Regions from separate parts of the Mus musculus genome. Here regions 2 and 3 are each linked to region 1. The links are chromatin contacts, called in public Hi-C and HiChIP or PLAC-seq maps. All regions are on one chromosome and are shown on one strand. The core of a region is the stretch at or near the end of the contact, and the rest is flanking DNA. Distances in the headings are between cores, read along the strand shown.

Region 1 (4,461 bases), core at 852-3,351:
TTAAAATGGCCTCACTCTGTAGTCCACGATGGACAAGAACCTGCTATATAACCCAGGCTGGCCTCCAACTCATAGCAATCTTCCTGCCTCAGCATCCTTAACGCTGAGACTGCAGGCATATGCCAACCATACCCCAGTGAATTTTCAATTTCCCTGAGATGTTTACACTTCTCCTTAGCCCCTCCACCTTTCAGCTTGTTCCTTGCTCCCCAGTTCTTTTCTGCCCCATCCTTCCTTCAAGCCAGCGTAGCATGTGGGAGAGGATCAGCCTGGCCCCTGGGAGCCTCCTGCTCTCGTATCCCACGGAGTTTCCATGTGCCCCGTCTTATGCCTTGACTGATGTCTTGTCCCAGTTTCAATTTCACTCTGACTGCTTCTTTTCCTCTTTGGAGCCAAAAACATCTGTCCGGTCAACGAATATCTCTATACCATTCTTGATGTTCTTTAAGAATGCATATCTCCTTGGCTCCTTGTTTCTAGGTAAATGCTAATTTTTTTGTTGTTTCCTAAAGCCAAAGTAGATCTATGAGCTGGGAGAGGCTGAGTTATGGATGAGTGGATAAACGAATCTATATGTTCTTTATTTTTCTTAGTCATTATTCCTCTTCATCATCTGACTCAGAAGCCCATGGCAAGAGGAGCACAGATCTCAGAAGCCTTCCTAGGTCCAGGCCTGAAGACCCAGGCACAAATGCTAGCACACACTAACTCTCAGTACCGTCCTCAGCTCCATACACACTAACTCATCTGTACACTGATGGTCCTACTAGTACATCCACTCCAGAGATGAAGAAACAGGACCCCAGAGAGGTAAAGCCCTTTGCCGGACATGCACAACTGTGCTGACACCTAGGAGACACTTTGAGGCACTCACCCTGTAACACATAGCTCCTCAGAAGGCAGCCACACTTTACATCTGCTGGCTAAACCTCTTTTTTGTTGTTGTTTTTTGGATTCTACCTCTTGCTCTCCAGATAAACTCTCTCCCTGTACAGCCATGCCCTAGCTTCCTACACTCCACCCAGTTTCTGTCTCCTGAAATCTGACTTCTCCTTTGCATTTTAGAGCCTTCTTGCGGGCAGTTTGGACTCTGGGAATTCCTTGCAAGAAACAAACCACACAGCCAAGAGTGAAGCCGAGAGAATGAATTGAGTCTTACTGGGAATCACCAGGGCAAGTGAGTACACGTATTAAAAAATAATTACTCTGCCACCCCCTCTAAGTCCTTGGCTCTCCTGAGGACGAGTCTGGAACCAAGATCTGGCCTTTGACAAGTGTCTGGGACTCTGTCTGCAAGGTGGGGGCTGGTAGCAGAGACATTCTCTAAGGACCTGTGATCCTCCGCACTACAGAGTCCCTCCTCCCAGACACCCCTCAACTCTGGCTCCCCGCTCCACTGAAGATCCCACAACCCCAACCTCAGCATTGCTGAGGATTCAGGTACATGGGAGTGGGGTGTCGGGAAAAACTTGACCCACCTTTCAATCTTGATGCTCTGTAGTTTATGCCTCGAATTTGACACCCAGAACTAGGGGGTCTGCAGGGTGGGGGGCAGGGTTGAGGGTTATGGATACCACAGGGTATAGGGAAGAGAGGAACCAGCCAGGATACGAAGAGCAGGCAGAACGGTGCGAGTGGTGGTCTGGACTGCTTTGGACCCCCTGCCAATGCCGGGAAGGGCTCGGGTCTGGCGGCGGAGGACAACTTCTGCCAGCAGCCCGCGTCCTGCCCGCCTCTCGCGCGCTGCGGTGCCAGACCCCGCGCAGCCCTCCAGGCGGAGCCGGAGCTCAGGGGCTCTCTTCATCACCCTGATCACCCAGCCAGCGCCCACCCTCTACACCCACCGCCGGCCTGCTCACCTGCGGACCCGAGAGAGCCGCCGGGCCCGGCCCGGGCCTCGCTGGGTCTCTGGAAGAGCTCTTCTCCCGCGCTAGCTGCGCTCATGGATCCGCAGAGCGCGGCCCGGCTGCGGCGCCATCAACTGCTGCGAGGCTGTGGGGTGCGGACTCCAGGGCTCTGGGGGGCTCCGGGGCGCAGAGGTGGGGGGCCTAGGGCAGGCTTCGGGCGTAAACACCCAGCAACGTGACCGGAACTGGCGAACGAGCTGGAGGGGGCGGGGGGTGGGAGAGATAAGGGGGAAGGGAGGGACCTGGGGCGCTCGGGGAGGGGCCGTGGGCGGGGCGGGGGGAGGGGAGGCTGGGGCGGGGGAGGGGAACCCTGGGACCTCGGGGAGCCCCAGGATCCGGGCCTTCGCACCCCGCGAGCAGCAGAATCCTCGGATCCGGCCCTGGCTGGGAGCTGAGGAGGGAGCCCGAGACACCACAGACGACTAGGCGAGCAGGGACGCGGCGACCGATCAGCACCGCGGACAGCGCCCAGGCCCACAGGCCAGGATCCGCTCCGCCTCTCTAAGTGAGGCAGCGCCCGCTGCCTGCTGGGGTACCCACGAGCTGGGGTATTCGAGAGCTGCTGGATAGTCTGAAAATGTGTTCCTGGTAGAGGCAGCAGCAAAGCTGTGCCAGATGTCTCACTAGTTTTGTGACCTTGGGTGAATCACCTCACCTCTTATATGATGGTACCCAGAATCAAGAAAAGATCTTTTATAAATTCCAAAGTCCGTAAAAAGTATAAGGCGCATAAGGCACTATTGGTGTTGAGCCGGGTCTCTTCCTCCTCCTCCTCCTCCTCCTCCTCCTCCTCCTCCTCCTCCTCCTCCTCCTCCTCCTCCTCCTCCTTCTCCTCCTCCTCTTCCTTCTTCTCCTCCTCCTCCTTTTCCTTTCTTCTGTAAACAGATTTCTAGAGTTACTCTGCTCATCTTAGAGTTCTGGCACCATCAGCATCTTTCTCTTCTCTGGAGAGATGGTGGTGTATGGAGTGCACCATTGGGTTGTTGTGAGAATTAAATGAGTTAATACCTGTACAGTGCTCACTATAGTGTGGGGGCTCACTAGACACCTGTACACATGATGGTTGATGACAGGGGTTCAGGAGGCTCGGAGTTCCCAAAGGCAACACATTTCCAATCCTACCTTATCATGCTGAAGGGAGAGGTGGTCTTTAAGGACTCAGACCTAAAGTTTGGTCTGGAATACCTCACTCCATTACAAGCCAAATATTTACTTTCTTGTTGAGCCAAATTTCTACAAGGCCTTAATTTTGCTTTTAAACAAGGCGTTACTATGTGTGTAGCTAGCCGGGCGTGGTGGCGCACGCCTTTAATCCCAGCACTCGGGAGGCAGAGGCAGGCGGATTTCTGAGTTCAAGGCCAGCCTGGTCTACAGAGTGAGTTCCAGGACAGCCAGGGCTATACAGAGAAACCCTGTCTCGAAAAACCAAAAAAAACAAACAAACAAAAAAAAAACTATGTGTGTAGCTCTTGCTGGCCTGGAACTCTATTGCTTCATAGACCAGGCTGGCCTTGAATTCACAGAGATCCTCATGCCTGTTTCCTGAGTTCTGAGTATAAGGGTGTGCATTACCATCTCAAGATTATTTTCTCTTCTTCCTTCCTCTTCCTCTTCTTCTTTTAAATAAGGTGTCACTTAGTCCTAACTGGCCTTGAACTCATTTTGTAGCCTGGGCTGACCTTAAGCTCCAGATCCTCCTGTTTTAGCCTCCTGAGTGCTGGCATTACATGCATACACCACCACACTCAGCTCTCTTGTAAATCTCTTAGGCTTAAGTGGACTTGGGTGTCAATGAATAAAAACTTTAGCTTCTCATGGCAGAATTGAAAGTCTTAGCTGTTTTGACTGGCACTTTGTATTTAATAGGTGCTTGTGTTTTGTTCGAACCTCACATGATCTGTAGTTTGTAGCTCTGCTCTAGGCTGGTTTTCAGCATGCGTAAGTAATTTCTGGTTGGGAAGGCCAGTGGGTCCTGTTCTCAATTCCTTCCTGCCCTTACAGGACAGCATTCCTAAGCTGTGAGGGTCTCCTGTGGGGATACAGATTATGATAAACTAACTAATGCACTCAATTGTATGAGGTATCAGAACTTTAAAAAATGTTTTCCGTCTCCAAAAGACATGGTATGAAAGAATCTGAAACTCTGATATTAGCTATACTACCTCTAGCAGCTGAATAATTCTAGAAAATTCTAGAAAACTCTTAGCTTCTCTGAGCTCCCCCTTCTTCTCTTCCTTTTCCTCCTGTTCTTTTTGCTTGTTCATTTTGTTTTGTTTTTGAGACAGAGTCTGACCCAGAAGCTAAATTGTTCTTGAACTTGTGGTAATCTCGACTCAACTCTGGATTGCTGGAATTATAGGCATAAGCCACTGTACCCCCGAACCCTTAGAATCACACTTCTTCAATAAGCTGGGAAGGACAACATCTATCAACAGGATTCTCAAGCCAGGCGGTGGTGGCGTACACCTTTAATCCCAGCACTTGGGAGCCAGAGGCAGGTGAATTTCTGAGTTCGAGGCCAGCCTGGTCTACAGAGTGAGTTCCAGGATAGCCA
Region 2 (4,518 bases), core at 1,728-4,227, 93 kb after region 1:
TTTGAAACAGGGTATCTCAATAAACCCAGAGCTCATCGATTGAGCTAGGCTTCCTGCCAGAGAGCTTCCAGGGATCCTGCCTCTATTCTCTGAGCTGTGGGCTCACACTGCTGTGTCCTGCTTTTTACATGGATGCTGGGGATCCGAACTCAGGTCCTCATCCCGTGTGCCAGCACTTTACTCGTGGGTCCGTTTCCCCAGAATCATTCCGGCCTTTATATTTTGTTTATCCCTGGATTCATTCTACACTTCTCTGCTTATTGCTATTCACTTCTGCTCTCTCCCAAAGAGCATGAACAAATTAATTGTAATCCCATGTTTTGGTCTAACTGACACTTTGTCCTATCTTGATACAGAATAGTTTGATCTGAAACTACAACCAATCAAAGTGTGGCAGTGTGGAGTCCACTCCCAGCAGATACATCCACGGTGCAACTGCTGCACCTAAGGCTCAGGGGGCGGGGCTTGGTAACTGTCAGAGTCAGAGGAACAAGGAATGTTACTGTTAGGAGATGCTCCTAGAAAACTCAGAAGTTACACCTATAAAGTTACACTGTCCTGGCTGTCGAAACATGCCCGGAGGATGCCAGCAGGCTTCAGCCCTACACAAAGACCTACAGGCAAGTCAGGAATTCTGAGAGCTGTCGGGGAAAGTGTCTTCCCTAGGGGAGAGCACACCAATTGTTTGTGTAATACCAAATGGTCAGCCCTGAAAACATACGCATACACAAGTAACATTATACAAACTGAGCAGATTGTATTCGTATGTTTAGGGACACACACACACACACACACACACACATAGGCATACCAGTAACAATAATAAGAAGCCATGCATCTGAAGTAGAGCAAAAGGAGAGTGGTCCTTGAGAGGGTTTGGAAGGAGGAAAGGAAAGGGAGAAATGATGTAATTGCATCATTATCATCATCATCATCATCTCTGGTTTTTTTTTTTTTTGAGACAGGGTTTCTCTGTGTAGCCCTGGCTGTCCTAGAACTCACTCTGTAGATCAGGCTGGTCTCAAACTCACAGAGATCCACTTGCTTCTCCCTCCGCAGTGCTGGGATTAAAGGCGTGCGCCACCACTGCCCTGCGTTTTAAATTTTCTTATGAATGAAACCATGAAGGGTGTGCATCTTTTGTACCTAGCCTGATGGTTTTGAACCCAAGCAGTCACACCTATTGGGCTTTTGTTCCTTTGTGTTACTGAGGGACATTTCACTGGGTGGATGTATCAACATTTATTGATTGATACATTTGCCATTTCCAGACTTGACTATTTGGAATAAAATTTGCTTTATGCATTTTCATAGAAGTCTTTGTGAGATTCCTGTCGTGATCTCTGAATCCTCGCCATAGACTTAGGATGGCCTTGTGGCAACCTTCATTCATGGGGATGAAGTGATAGAGGCACAGAATTCGTTTTTAGCCTGAGATATGCAGCTAGTAAAAACTGGAGGCGAGTTTCTAATCCCAATTCAGATATCTCTGTATGTGTGTGTGTGTGTGTGGGGGGGGGTCTGTTGATTCTCAGGCTGTAGTATCGTAATGTTATTTGGGGGCCACAAAATGTAGGGCCAAATGGCTGTTCATCTCAATGGCTGTCTGCCCACAACTGCACCTAGCTAGCTGTATTACCATAGAAGCTGATATTGATACGAATGGTTTTGAATTGCCATGGAAAGGTTATGTGAGATTGCCTTTGAAAAGGACAACACCATAAGGCATTTAAAAGAAATGTGTAACCAAGGTCGTTACAGTAACAGCAAGCAAACAAGCACAAAGTCACATCGGTATAATTCTTCATCTCCCAGACAGTCAAGCCCAGACTGTGACTGGGCATGTGAGATAGTATATAAATAATACATGTCTTAGAATCCACTCCGTTCTTTGTAGAGCCAGGCAGAGAAGGTTTTTGGAGAGTCTGCCGGTTCTTGCTTCGAAGGGTGTTGTTGCTAAGCAATGTTACTAATATTATGGAGAGACAGCTTCCCTGAGACTTGCCTCAGCCGTGGAGACTTCTGTGGTTGCAAAGGGCTTAACAGGTAGCAGCCACTGAGAGTTTTGTGACGATTAAGATGGGGGCCAGGGGACCCTGGGAGGAAAGGTAGCACTGTAGGTTACTTGGCCAAACAAGCTCTTTGTTTCCTGGAATGAGTCCTGGGAAACCTCCATGCTAAAAAAGCACTGTCTAACGTTCCTCAGAGTCTGGGTACTCCAAAGAATTTCATTCAAATGTTCCCAGTGTGGGGAAAAAAATCAGTCACACAGCTTAGCAAAAATCAGGAAATCTGCAAGGGAGGGAGAGAGAGAACATGAATTTTAAGTATTTTGAGAAACTCAAGCAGTATTTTAAGCATTCCTCTCTTCCTTCTAAACACTCTTTTGATCCCCTGAGTAGATATCTGGGAAGTTCTGATTGAAATCACACCTGGAGTGCTTTCCCTAGACTCTGGGCACCCAAGGGATGTGAAGGGCTGGATGCCCAGCTGGAGCAGGCTCCGTGGGTTTCCTCCGTGTGGTTTCCTTCCCTGGGAGTTCGGAAATGCCACACGCTTTCCTAGACCTGTTTCCAAAAATTCGAGCTGGCTTGGGGCGGGGCCTCTGCTTGGTTGGCTGGCTTCCTGCAGGACCGCTGCTTTCGGGGTGTGTGTTTCTGGGAGCATGGGGTTGGGCAGCGGTTCCTATAAGGTTCCTAAGGCTTGTTTAGCGTCTTGCCTGTGGATGGCTTCCTGTAGCTGTCACTGTGGGTATGGGCCCTTTTAGGGGCTGTTGCCAGCCCTGGGAGGAGCTGTTAGCTGTCGAGAGGAGAGTTGGTGTGCTGGCAAAGACTCTTCCTCTCTCTCCTTTCAAAATGGAAACTGCTCTCCCACCTCGAATGACCTTCTCAGTCTTTCCCTCTTCCCACCCTCCGTCTGCCTTCCTGTCTCCCTCACGAGTTTTCTTTTTTCTTGTCTGATAGTGTAACTGTGTTGCTGCCCAGGAGGGGGCGCTGGTATACCTGCCAAGAAAGAAGGCAGTGCGGTTCCTAGGGCACAGGTGTGAGGTGTAAGGTGCCAGAGGGAGGCTGAGGAGTGGTTTCTCCAAGAATGTGTGTACATACATGTCCCTCAAAGTAGAAGGGTGTGGTGGTGATGTACTATGCTGTTTGAGATATTTCTTTTAAAGCTAGAATCTTTTTCCTATCTATCTATCATCTATCTATCTATCTATCTATCTATCTATCTATCTATCTATCTATCTATCTATCATACATGTGTGCTCTACCTATACACGTGATTGCCAGAAGAGGGCATCAGATCCTAGTATAGTTTGTGAGCCACCAATGTGGTTGCTGGGAATTGAACTCATGACCTCGGAAGGAGCATCAGACAAGGCTCTTAAACGCTGAGCCATCTCTCCAGTCCCTGAGGTTTTTTCTTTCTTTCTTTCTTTCTTTCTTTCTTTCTTTCTTTCTTTCTTTCTTTCTTTCTTTCTTTCTTTCTTTCTTTCTTTCTTTCTTTCTTTCTTTCTTTCTTCTTCTTCTTCTTCTTCTTCTTCTTCTTCTTCTTTTTTTAAACTGCTGCTTTTCCTTAAAGGGTTGATGATGCAGAGGTTAGCTGGAGACTCTATTCCTGCAGAAAGGGAGGAGCACTGCATCTGGCTGTACCCTGGCTTCAAAAGCTCCAGGTGCCCGAATCTTTCTTATTTGCTTTGTTTCAGAGCAGTGCCAGCCTAAGGTGGGAGTTGTCAGCTGGGGACTGTCTCTGAGACCAGGCGTGCTGACTACCTTCTGGCCTTCATGTGAATGCGTTTCTGCAGCCAGTTTACAGACTCAGAAAGCCCTTTTCTTTAGGAGTAGGCATGCGTGTCTGTGTGTCCGGCCCTGAGCGTGACGGTGCAGCTGTCTGTCCTCTGTTCATGATTAACTTGCTTGCATTCCTCCTCCTAGGCTCCACCAGTCTTTGAGTTTCCCCTACACGGGGGTGGGGTGTGGGGGTGGGGATATGGGGGGGGGGCGGCTGCCTGGCACTTTGTTTTTGAGGACTGTGGGCTTTAAGGATGGTAAATGAGGATACTGCTGGGGTAAGGTATGGGATGGGACCCAGAAAGAGATCCCCTCTGTGACCACCCCTGTCTTCCGTATCTTTAGTCCCTATGGCCTTGACCATGTCTCGGTCTACTAAAAAGTGACCTGAGAATATTTTCCAGTCACTCATGTGAAAAATGTCCCCTTTCCACTTCTCTTTCAAACTGTGATTTTTGGTTTTTTCAAAGACCATGCCTTGGTTTGGTGCAAATGCCTGACTGAAACTTCCAAGTCACCTGTTTTTCTGAATGAGTGAGATCAGTATGGAGGTCGGTCTAATGAGCGTGCTTGTTTTCACTACACTGATACCAATGTTTCAATGTCGGTAAAAACGCAAGCTGATGCAAGGACCACAAATGTAGAAGTAAATAATTGACAGTTCGACCTTAAGACTAAAGGTTGAGAAGGTGGCACAGGCTGGCCAATGCTGGGACGCAACTGTCTGGGC
Region 3 (4,684 bases), core at 1,243-3,742, 91 kb before region 1:
GAGGGGTGATGCTTACTGGATTGAATCCCCTGGCTTGCTAAGCTTGCTTTCTTATAGAACCTACCAGCCCAGGGATGGCATCACCCACAATGGGCCCTCCTTCCTTTGATTGCTAATTGAGAAACTGGATCTTACAGCTGGATCTCCTGGAGGCATTTTCTCAAGGGATGTTTCTCTATGATAACTCCAGCTTGTGTCAAGTTGTCACACAAAACCAGCCAGTATGATGATATTTAAACTTTTGTTGCATGACTCCAAAATTCTATTCATTAAGACATTGAAATGTAGGACTGGTCAGAAATGGTGGTGTTTGTAATCCCAGTTTCTACAGAAGCTGACCTTATCACAAACAAGGTCAGGGCCAGCCTGGGCAACACATTCAGGACCTTGTTTTATAAACCAAACCAAAATAAGCAACACAAAACATGGGACTAACTTAATTCTGCCTGTAAAGGACCTATGTACAGTCATAAGTATTCTTAAAATTTATTAAGTTAAGTTTTATTTTTATTTACCTTGTTTTGTTTGGATTTTTTTGTTTGTTTGGAAACAGGGTCTTTTTACATAGCCCTGGATTTACTGGAACTCACTATCTATGTAAACCTGTAGATCAGGCTGGCTTTGAATTTAGACATCTGCCTGCCTCTGCCTCCTGAATGTTGGGATTTAAAATATGCACTACAATGCTTATCTAAGCTTTATTTTTAAATTATGTGTCTGTGTTTGGATTTATACATGTGAATGCAGGAGTCCACAGAGGCTGGAGTAGGAACTGTCCTCTGGAACTGAAAGACAGGTGTTGTGAGCTCTATGATATGGTTGTTGGGAATCAACTTTGGGTCCTCTGATAGAACAGGTAGTGGTTTTTACCTGCTCTATTGCTAACATCATTTTGTTTTTTATTATATAATACATTATGCATACAGAAAAAATTATGTAACAAAATGCCTATGTAACTACTATCAAAGCTTTAAAAGAATAAAGTATTACAGTTGCAATTATATATATCCCTTTTGTACCTATTCTCAATCCTGTCTTGTTTCTTCTTAGCTACATGCCTCCTGTTTGTTTATATTCCTTTTTTGTTTCTTTGTTTGAGACAGGATCTCATTTTATAACCCTGCCTGTCCTGGAAATTTCTTTGTAGACTAGGTTGGCCTCAGACTCAAAAATCTGCATGCTTCTGACTCCTGAGTGGTAGAATTAAAGGTATGTGCTACCTACCACACCTGGCTATATATGCCTTAAAACAAAATAAAACAAAAACCCAAAGCAAAAAGTAAGTGTGTGTGTAATATTTACAGAAAAACTTAACTTCTAGTTGTTTCTTTCCTTCTACCTGTGAGTCCTGAGATTAGAGATAAGGTGGTCAAGATTGAGGTGATGAGCTTCTTTCACCTGCTGAGCCATCTCTCTTGTCCTGGTTTTTTATATTAAGTGCATATCAGGAAACAGTGTGAGTGATACTTCACCTAGTAGAGAGTGTGTGTGTTTTTTTAATATATTGTATGTAAGTACACTGTAGTTTTCTTCAGACACACCAGAAGAGGGAATCAGGTCTTGTTACGGATGGTTGTGGGCCACCATGTGGTTGTTGGGATTTGAACTCAGCACCTCCAGAAGAGCAGTCGGTGCTCTTTACCACTGAGCCATTGTTCCAGCCTGAGTATTTTAAAGATAGTTCTCAGAAAACAACTGTTACTGTTTTAACATTGCACTGTTTAGAATGCTGGTGTGAATATGGGTAAAGTATTTGCAGATGAGATTGTTTTTGCATGCAGAATTCATCCTTAGATTAATTAAAATGTTTTTCTCTTAGTAATTTTTATGATTTGGATTTAAATATAGAATAATTAAAATTGTTAGCATCAATTTCAGATTATAAATCCCTGAACTTTCTCCTTTCCCCCCCTCATTTCCTGACCTTGAAAACCTGAGTTTATTCATTTACTTAGCTAGAGGTTTCAAGTCAGACTAAGTTTTGCAGGAAATAATAAAAAGAAAATGATGTATTCCTGTGCTACTCTGTGCACCGGTGGGCCACCTGGCTCCAGCAGGGCGTTCTCGTCTCAGCACTCTCTGGCCCAGGGCTCTCAAGATGTCTCTACCTGACTCAGTAATTTCCCTTGGCGGGCCATTGTCATGCCAACCCCATGCAATCATCGCCCACCTTGGGGTTAGATATCACAATACCCAGTAACATGGTAAAATCAAAACTCTTGAAGCTTATAATTAACTAGTCATATATATATATAACAATAAGTTCTCAATTCACAAGATGCCCACCCAATAATTTCAGGGCCAATTGATAATGATACAAGCTGCCCACCTTCATTAGACAATCTACTCCTATTATTTTATCCCAATGTGAAATTATATGTACCTGTGGCTATTTAAAGCCATGCTGAATCTGAATCATCTTGTTTGTTGGCCTCCATCTTGCTTCCTCTTCTCTCTTCCAAGTCCGCCCTCTGTCCCTGCAACTCTTAGCTCCACCTCCCTTTTCCCTGTCCAATCACAGGCCTCCTGCTTCAGTAATATTTAAATTAACTGGACAGGGAAAATCCTGCTACAGCTAAGTTTGTAAATATATTTTTTTTGGCTTTGTATAACTAAAAAGTTTTTAGGGGAAGGATAGATGGCTCAGTGGTTAAGAGCACTGATAGCTCTTCCAGAGGTCCTGAGTTCAACTCCCAGCAACCACATGGCGGCTCACAACCGATGCTCTCTTCTGATCTGTCTGAAGAGAGTAAAAAGTGTACTCATGTACATAAAATAAAATAAATCTAGAAAAAAAAAAAAAAACCCTGAGTTTAAAAAAAAAAAGGGCTGGAGAGATGGCTCAGAGCTTGAGTACTGACTGCTCTTCCAGAGGTCTTGAATTCAATTCCCAGTAACTACATGGTGGCTCACAACCATCTATAATGGGATCCAATGCCCTCTTCTGGTGTGTCTGAAAACAGCTATAGTGTAGTGTATTCACATATAAAATAAATAAATTTTTTAAAAAAGTTTTTAACCTATATTTATATTTGTATGGTCTCCTTTCAGATCAACCTGAACACCATGTGAACAAAGCTCAACTGTTAATCTTAGCAGTAAGGATAAGGAAAGATATCTAGGTTCAGGGTCTACACAGTAAGACCCTGTCTCAATAATAATAATAATAATAATAATAATAATAATAATGGCTTAATGGGTAAGAGCATTGGCTGTTCCTCAGTTGAACTTGGGTTCAATTCCCAGCACCCACATGGCAGTTTATTTTATTTTATTTTTTTTTTTAAAGATTTATTTCTTTCTTTATTTCTTTATTACATGTAAAGCACACTGTAGCTGTCCTCAGACACTCCAGAAGAGGGAGTCAGATCTTGTTACGGATGGTTGTGAGCCACCATGTGGTTGCTGGGATTTGAACTCCTGACCTTCGGAAGAGCAGTCGGGTGCTCTTACCCACTGAGCCATCTCACCAGCCCCACATGGCAGTTTATAATGACAGTTAACTCCTGTTCCAGTGGATCCAACACCCTCACACAGAGACAAGACATGCACGTAGGCAAACTACCAATGTACATAAAATAAAAGTGAATTATAAAAAAAACTAAAAAAAAAGTTTATAACTTGTATTGTTCTCTATAGAAATTAGTTTATGATTCATACCTTTTTTGTATCCAGATTATTGAGGACCACCCCACAGTGCAGTTGAATGATTATTAACAAGACCTAAAACTATATAAATCATGGGGTTCTGTGCAAAATGCCAGATAGTGTTTTATACCCTCAGATTCTAGAAAGACTTTAAGCAGAATTTAAAATTGGTATAATCCTGCTCACTGTGTACCCCTGACTGGCTTGGAACTTGATACAAGACCAGGCTGGCCTTGAATTTGCAGAGATCTGCCTCTGGAGTACTGGGATTGATTAAACATGTGTGCCATCCTGCTTGGTGTAGAGTATAAGAGAAACTCAGATAAACTGCTAGAAATAAATTGCTTTGACAGAATACAGTTCCTACAAACCAGGATTCAGATTTCAGCGTAAAATAAATATAGGGAAAAAGTTTTGTTGTTGTTTTGGTGATTTGTTTTGCTGTGTAGCCCAGTTCAAACTTTGATCTCAGCCTCCAAGAGCTGGGGTGTGTTCTACTGCACCTTCTTAGTGTTATGGGTTTTACTAATTCCTGTAATAAATACAGCTTTGCCTTTTTCTCAAACACAATTCACCTTTATTTAGAAGTATTTATTTGTTTTCTTTGACCGTATGAGAGTTAACATGTCTTTGTCACTTCTCACCTTCTGGAATTTATTAGAGTACAGATAACACTGGTGACTGCCTTTCCCAGCTGTTTGCTATCTTTAGCCTTTATAGTAAGGCTGTATTTCCTAACTACTCAAAATTTGCACTTTATTTTTTCCACATTATTTCCTTTTCCAAAACCTGCCTCAAAGAATTGTCAGCCAATTTTATCTCTTTTTAAAATCTTTTAGTTTATAATGCTGACATGGTCAGTTATAACAACAGTTCTGTTAGTGTTTTTACCCTGCCTTCCTATCCCTAGCCTTCTATCTTTTAACTGTATTGTGTGTCCCTTTAGTGGATTGTATTTTGTTAAGCTTTATGTTACAGTATAGAGCCTGTCAAGACATAATAAATACATTTAGCTCACATCTTCAGTTATTTGGTA

What was found. Hi-C and Micro-C count contacts between places; a contact is called where the count stands out from the background. HiChIP or PLAC-seq counts read pairs in DNA pulled down with a chosen protein or histone mark.
Region 2: a contact with region 1 is called in a Hi-C map of cortical neurons, with 2.9 times the contacts expected there. The contact joins the enhancer-like site here to the promoter of Ccdc92b in region 1. A contact is called at or near these places in 3 of 484 Hi-C or Micro-C datasets (the G1E-ER4 cell line, cortical neurons and embryonic stem cells), 3 of 115 datasets of contacts at active chromatin or transcription factors (all in embryonic stem cells) and 3 of 9 other capture datasets (adipose tissue, liver and pancreatic islet).
Region 3: an H3K4me3 HiChIP or PLAC-seq map of embryonic stem cells shows a contact between it and region 1, with 17 read pairs. The contact joins the enhancer-like site here to the promoter of Ccdc92b in region 1. A contact is called at or near these places in 2 of 115 datasets of contacts at active chromatin or transcription factors (both in embryonic stem cells) and 2 of 9 other capture datasets (adipose tissue and pancreatic islet).

Annotation. Positions count from the first base shown.
Region 1 is chr11:74,617,245-74,621,705 of GRCm38.p6, reverse strand. It overlaps Ccdc92b (coiled-coil domain containing 92B), which reads right to left and starts at 2,101. Exons shown (of 4, transcript NM_001013784.1): 1 at 1,860-2,101. The coding sequence starts at 1,944. Gm50590 (a long non-coding RNA gene) reads left to right here and starts at 847. Exons shown (of 3, transcript XR_001780261.2): 1 at 847-1,177; 2 at 1,298-1,440; 3 at 4,193-4,461.
Region 2 is chr11:74,525,155-74,529,672 of GRCm38.p6, reverse strand. The region is part of intron 2 of Rap1gap2 (RAP1 GTPase activating protein 2); the gene reads left to right. Among named protein-coding and RNA genes, the nearest start is that of Rap1gap2, 63 kb to the left of the region's middle. Within about 2 kb of position 2,977, at least 36 of the 459 cell types and tissues checked have an H3K27ac peak or open chromatin away from gene starts, as enhancers often do. A contact at or near this core is called in the G1E-ER4 cell line and cortical neurons, where this site is marked.
Region 3 is chr11:74,708,664-74,713,347 of GRCm38.p6, reverse strand. All of the region lies in intron 1 of Pafah1b1 (platelet-activating factor acetylhydrolase, isoform 1b, subunit 1), which reads left to right. Among named protein-coding and RNA genes, the nearest start is that of Pafah1b1, 13 kb to the left of the region's middle. Within about 2 kb of position 2,492, at least 4 of the 459 cell types and tissues checked have an H3K27ac peak or open chromatin away from gene starts, as enhancers often do. A contact at or near this core is called in embryonic stem cells, where this site is marked.